Linked DNA regions of Salvelinus alpinus: region 2 is linked to region 1. The links are chromatin contacts, called in public Hi-C maps. All regions are on one chromosome and are shown on one strand. The core of a region is the stretch at or near the end of the contact, and the rest is flanking DNA. Distances in the headings are between cores, read along the strand shown.

What was found. Hi-C and Micro-C count contacts between places; a contact is called where the count stands out from the background.
Region 2: a Hi-C map of muscle shows a contact between it and region 1, with 20 times the contacts expected there. The contact joins the promoter of LOC139570229 here to the promoter of LOC139570228 in region 1. A contact is called at or near these places in 2 of 3 Hi-C or Micro-C datasets (muscle and red muscle).

The regions. Positions count from the first base shown.
Region 1 is chr3:20,714,209-20,717,962 of SLU_Salpinus.1, forward strand. LOC139570228 (ATP-dependent RNA helicase DHX8) reads right to left here and starts at 1,832. Exons shown (of 22, transcript XM_071391924.1): 1 at 1,654-1,832; 2 at 1,195-1,280. The coding sequence starts at 1,804.
Region 2 is chr3:20,912,109-20,915,615 of SLU_Salpinus.1, forward strand. It overlaps LOC139570229 (thyroid hormone receptor alpha-B), which reads right to left and starts at 2,071. Exons shown (of 12, transcript XM_071391930.1): 1 at 1,592-2,071.

The DNA.
Region 1 (3,754 bases), core at 582-3,081:
CTACTATCTAATCAACGCAACATTGACATTATCCCAACCCTGGTTAGCCACTACTGGCTTAAAAAGCTAAATCTAACACAATATCTACCAATTAATATCCAGCAATTTTGCCCCTGTCTGTCTGTGTGGTGCATGCGCTTGTCTCTCACTCTGTGTGTAGCCAGTTGATGTGGGTTGACAGAAATACTTTCCCCAAAGTCTTGTCAATTAACTCTTAACTGCAAAGTCGGCTTACCTGGCAGATGTATACTACCGTTCAAAAGTTTGGGGTCACTTAGAAATGTCCTCGTTTTTGAAAGAAAAGCACATTTTCTGTCCATTAAAATAACATCAGATTGTTCAGAAAGACAGTGTAGACATTGTTAATGTTGTAAATGACTATCGTAGCTGGAACCAGCTGATTTTTAATGGAATATCTAGCTAACAACGTGCCATTGGAACACAGGAGTGATGGTTGCTGATAATGGGCCGCTGTACGCCTATGTAGATATTCCATTAAAAATCAGCTGTTTCCAGCTACAATAGTCATTTATAACATTAACAATGTCTACACTGAATTTCTGATCAATTTGATATTATTTTAATGGACACCATTTTTTTGCTTTTCTTTAAAAAACAAGGACATTTCTAAGTGACCCCAAACTTTTGAACGGAAGTGCATATAATTTGTATGGCAGAAGTATATCATGAGTAAGCATATTGTTTGTATGTATTTCTTGTTATTTGCAAACTTTTCCATGAAATGAGCAGCAGCTCTACAGAACCATCACTAGACCGGCACAGATGGCACATTCCTTACTTGCTAGATGCACAATTAAAGGGCCAGATGCTCAATTAAAGGGGAATTACAAATAAAAATCAGACCTAAAACATTATTTAAGCATTGACATGGACTCAGAACATTACATTTTCTTGATTCTCAATTGTACTTTTGAGATAAAAAAAAAAAAATCACAGATTTTATAGAGCCGCCCTTAGAGTTGTTTATTAACCATTCATTTATCAGGTATATTGACAGAAAACATAGTGTACAAGAGAAAGTAGTGCACTAAGGACCAGGGGAGAGAAGAATGTGTCGATTTGAAAGCTGGAGAAAAAAAAATGAGTACCTCTCATTCTAGAAAAGGTTGGAGACACCTGCTCTAGATAGCGACAGTACTGTTGTATCGCAGTAGATAGGAAGTCTGTACTTACTGTGAATTCTGCTCCATTTTTCAGCAGAAGTGATTTGAAGCCATCAAATGTTGGTTGTTTTTCAGCAAGGCTGATGACAAACTCAGCTGTAAAACAGCAAAGAAAATAACCACATTAGCCAAGTAACGTTAACTTGTCCTAAACATTTCGAGTGTAGCTTTGATTTGCTCGCTAAGATGGCTACTATAGCATGTCAACTAGGGGCAGCGTGAAAGTTCGCATCGTTGTTAGTAACCTTAGCTGACTAAACTCAACTCCACGGTTTACTAGTTAGTTACCCAACTTAGCTACGCTGGTGAAATCTTTAGCTAGTTTAACTAGCTGGTTTACCCGGGCAGATAACAACCTGACTGGACAGATGATCTGGAGTTGCTGCTAGCTAACGCGTCGCTAGCTGTTAGCCATTGTATTGCCAACTAACAAATATTATATTGAAAGTTCACTTTCAGTTTTACATACCTAGATCTTTATCACTTATCCCCAAATGGTTGTCGAGTTCTGTGCACACTTTGGATACCAACGAGAGGTATTCCAGTTGTTCTAGCTCGTTATCGCCGATGTGTGACATTATCCAAGAGACAGTTTTGTGTTCAGAAGAAAACAGCAGCATTCATTTTTTTGATAAGTGTCTCATCAGCAACACTAATGAAGTACTTCCGGGTCACTGAAGTTTGGAAATGTGCCAAATAAAGGTCCCCGCCTAATAGTATAACAGTGTCAATAACCTGTATTTGTATATGAAAAATAATTATCTGAACATGAACAATTATTCATATTTGCTCATATTTAAGTGATATTTTATTTAAATGTGGGTTTTAAAACATGTCCCAAGGTCAAATAAATGCCTCCAATGCAAATAACTGTGCATGAAATATAATAATATATTGTATTCCCTACAATACTTTTACATAGCCACCTAAAATAATTTTTGCTCTATTAGGCTAAATGTATTCCATGATTTGGTGGAGTAAAAAGCCAGCAACACTCCGTTCAGTGCCCCATGAAATGACACCATATATGGATTCTACTGACCCTACTGAGTATTCCCTACAATAGTTTTACTGAGGCACCTATAATCGTTTTTTTATTATCATAAGCCCATGTGTAATGCATATACAATGATTTGTTGTTAGAGCACAGTAAACGTCCTGCAACACTTCCTATGACCTAACTCTTTGTTCAAACTCTTCTATTCTAGGGACTTTAGTGAGTAGACTGGACCCTGGTTTTATGGACAAAAAATATATTGTTTTTCCTGTACAGTGCAAGTTGTTTGTGCAATACAACCAAAATACAATTCCCCCCCCCCCCCCCCCCATGTAGTTATACTTTTTAAAAACATAATTTTAACATTATGCTCTGTGCAAAGCTGCAAAAAAATATTGATATTGTATCATATGCATAGCGATTTACCGTGGACTTTTATTTTGAATGCAAAATCCGATAACCAGAAGTCTTAGTGTGGATAGCTGGTGCTGCTGCCATGCCGCTATTACTTTTTTGATGATGGAGTATGACACCATTTCCGATTCTGCCGGAAATTACTATGTGTGGTGTAGTTCTTCAATTTTGTCGCCTGGTGGTGCTAAAACCATTCCCGAGCTGGACGCTCGTGGAGCATTTAAGCCCTGAACAGCGCCTGACAGGTAACATTGTCTCCAAGGCTGCGTGCCGCCCCCAAGACCAGAACCAATTGCATGCAAGGAACAACGAGCTATCGAGCCAAGTTCAAACATATCCAGAAAGCTGAAGCATAGAGTAAAATGTTTTATATAGCTAGCATCTTTCATAATTAAGTCAACTGTATACTGATATTACACTGATTGTTTGTTAGCTAGCTTGCTAGCAGCGCTGCAAAGCAAGCTCACTTAGCTAGCTAGTCTTGTGAGCTAGCAGTTAGCTAGGTAACGTTAGTCTTGTTAGTTAGCTACTGTAGCTAGCAAGCTAGCTAGTTCTTTTTTGCTGGTTGTGAGCTTGCATAACTGATATGTGCATAATTATAATGGGCACTTCCTGTTTTATGGGTAATATTTACATGTACAGAACTCCATTCCTGGCAGGATGATTAGATTAGCTTTCAGCCTCAGAGCTTGAGCAGACTCAATAGCAGCTTTAGAGGCTGATAAGTCACAATGCTGCCTTGTAGGCTGTTTCATGGGAAAAGCTCCTTGCGGGCATATTAGCCGTTAAAGTGCCTTATAGGCTGATGCCTATGATCCAGCGGGTAAGCTCTATTCCTGCCAGGCTGATCAGATGCAATAGCAGCCTCAGTGACTCATAAATTAGGATTCTGCCTTGTTAGCTGTTTCATGCGCACATTTTTTTTCTATCATTCTGAATGGGGTCAACACTACCTGACCTTAATTGTAGTCATTCTTCAAATCTGTGATTGGATGTACTACTTCGAATCAAATTTTATTTGTCACATCCACATGGTTAGCAGATGTTATTGCGAGTGTAACGAAATGCATGTGCTGATGGTTCCAACAGTGCAGCAATATTAACAAGTAATCTAACAATTCCACAACAACTACCTAATACACACAAATCTAAGTAAAGG
Region 2 (3,507 bases), core at 821-3,320, 200 kb after region 1:
CTCTAATCTGTCTGCTTTAAGCTACCTTAATATTTAATCAACTTCCAAATAGGCCTATTGAGCAAACATTGTTTTAAGTAAAACAAGAGAGAAGTAGGCTTTGGCACGAGCGCATAGTGAGCTGTGCATTATTGGGTGAGTCAGTGAAACTGAAAAGCTTTTTTAGGACTATAATTTTCTTGTCATATTGTACAATATGTGTGTCTCCACACACCTAGGCCTAGTCTATTGATGGATTCAAGACAAGGTTGTTTTTATTGATCTCAGATTCTCAGTTGGTCAGTGTCAAAGTAGCCTGTCATTTCGATCATTTGTGCGGTATTACAAAAGTATCCAGTCATACACAATGATGTATAATTGCATGAAATGCATTTATTAAAGGCCACATTTGTCCTGGGCCCTAGGCTACTAAAAATGGTCCCCATGTGTGCAAAAAAAAAGCCATCAGTGATTGGATCATTTCTAACCAATCAGAGTATCAAAGCCAATGACACATTTTCAAAACGCCGCTTTACCCATGTGTGTTCTGGGTCTGGCCCAACCCATCCGTTTCTGGAACCAATCAGATGGTCTATAATGGATTTGCTCGAGGGGGGGCGTTCCTGCAGATCCAGGAATGACCACATGCAGGAACGCCTCGAATTGCGGGCTGCAGTTGTACACTATTGACTGATTGCGGAGAAGAAACTTTAATGTCCATGGGCGTGGTGTTGCATTTGGAGTTTGGATAGCCAGGCAACATTTAAATATACATAACTGCATGACAGCGCTAAGAAAATAGACACATTTATTGTAATAGAATAGTAAGTAACATTGTACCAAGCTATTGACATTACACAGTAACTTGGGAATTTCCCAAACAAGTGTTCCATGATATTTTCCAGGCCCATATTGTTAGTATTATCATGCCCTATGACAGTCAGAAATCAATATTCATGGAGCTATAGGCCCAGAATTATCAGTTTCATTCTGCGGTATCATTGCAAATGTGATGTGTAATTTGTACTGTAACCCTTAGAAGTTGGCAGTTATCCAAAGTATTTGCTGCAACTGTGCTACAAACATACCTGCACCAGATTTGAACAATATGACACTTACTTGCTAAAATAATATTTTTACCTCCTACACACAAGGCCACACAACATAACCTGCACAATAATAGACAGATGCGTGTATATACGTGTGTGTGTGTGTGTGTGTGTGTGTGTGTGTGTGTGTGTGTGTGTGTGTGTGTGTGTGTGTGTGTGTGTGTGTGTGTGTGTGTGTAGTATCATAAATTAATAAATACAAGTTAGGCCCCTCAGTTGATTACGTGAACACATTGTACACTGACTATCTGCATCGACAACTACATCAGACAATAAATTAAATAAACACTACAACAACAGTACAACAACAATTGCGGCGAATTATATTTTAGCAAGCAAACTGTAGGAGGCCAAGGTGAAGCTATACTGTAGCCTACATAACGCTGCTGATCTGTCAAACCATGCAGCTACTGGGGCTAGCTTGGACAGACAAATACGCACAAATCCGACATGCAAGGTGGGTAGAACACGTTTGAAAGTAAATATGTGCCAATGAGACTCACCGTCAGGTTCTTCTACTGTTTTGGACAGGAATACGGTTGTTTTGAGACTGAAACGAGGATGAAAAAGTCAAAGCCTCCCCGTATAAAGCGCAAGTGGAGTGGTAGGGTATGCAACTGCACAGTACCGGGCTTTTCTATTTAAAAAAAAATCCTCTGCAAAGCGCCGCTTGCCGTCAAAACGTCTCGTGCGGTTCCTAATTTGCACTTAAACAAAGTCACAAGGTGCTCGTTATTTGGGATTCCCCATGAGGTGTGTGTAAAAATGTGCTCCAGTAACGTTTCGGTACGCTGCCACGACAGGGAAATGGAATCAAGAGATATACTATTGCTCCTCCCTCCGCATATGTACAGTATGGGGCGCACACTGCTCTGGGCCAATGCAAAGCTCTGGGCCCGCATAAAACAATTTAATAAAACTGGCTATCTACCGCTCTCTACAGGACTACCACTCTCTACAGGACTAACACTGTAAAGTACAAACACATCTACCTCTGATTTTTTTTAAACGACTTTAAAAGTAGCAATATTCGCTTTGAATGTGAGACCATGAGAATTAATGTAGCCTAGTGTGGAGATGTTGAGCATCCCCTGGCATTCACACTGATACGAGTCTGGCGTGGTGCGTTATTCTCGTCCTCATATAGGCTAGGTTCGCCGAGGACACGGTCCAGCTCCTCCCTTCACAAAGAAGAATGAAAGACCTCTAGTACCTGACTTGCCTTACCCGGTGGGAGATGAGGTTAGGTGAGGACCATAAGCTTTTCTCAATAAGACAAAACCATTTTCAATCAAACTATTAAATACGCTCAAATAAATTAGCCTATGAGATGAAAATATGAGGCTATTAATAAAATAAAAAATTCTTATCACATGCCGTGCTTATTGTCTGCTTATAATGATACACCTTGAAGGTTTTCTATAGTCTACAGGAGTTTTGTGTCGACCCTGAAAATCTGACTGAAAATATTTTGGACCGAACGCTGAGGGAGGACTTGGAGACAGGGCTCAACACTTGGGCAATGTTAAATACTCTACAGATAGCAGATGGGAAATTGTTATTAATAATGCGAGAAAGCCTGTCTGAAAAGCAGAAATGTGGGTCTTATCCAAGAGCAATATGGGAGTGGATTGCATTTTCTGTCATATTGTATCAGTAGGAAGAGCTCCATGTGTTACTGCCTAGAGACAACAAACTGGCTAGCTTATATAAGGATTTGATTTAATAACTTCCAAAATATGTATTTTACCATGACCCCAATGATGATAATTCCAAAACTGTCCATTGCTTTATATTAAGGTGACATACTAAAACATGACAACTTTTGCTTCCATTCGGTCTAAATAATCCCCCTCTTTTTCCCATTAAACACAGCACTAAGATTTCTATCATGACTGACAGATATTTCCATCAATAGCATATGGATCCTTTCCTAGGTGGTAAGAGCTCATATATAAGAATTATGCTATTTCTGCTATTAGAGAGAGCTCACACATTAAATGGCACAGGGTTTGAGAAATCATGAGGCATGATGATATATGCTTCCAAGGCATCAACGATGATTCAGAAAAATTCGGTCTATTTCATCCATTTCCATCTCATCTGAGAGCTGCATGGACATGGCTGAGCAGAATGTATGCTTACTGGCTCGGTTCAGTCAAACACCAGTCACATCATCTAATCTTCCAGACAAATATGTTTAGAGACAAACACACTATAAAGTGTCTTTGGATATGTTTTCAGAACAGTTAATGCTAGCACGTGTGACATGTACTTTGGATGGAATCAACTATCGATTGAAATCACCTGTGTGAGGGAATAAAGATTGATTCTTCTTTGCTAAACCCTTGGTCAACATGGCGTGTGCCTGACTGATGTACAGCAGATGGGATCTGTGAGGTTTGATATGGGGAGTTGC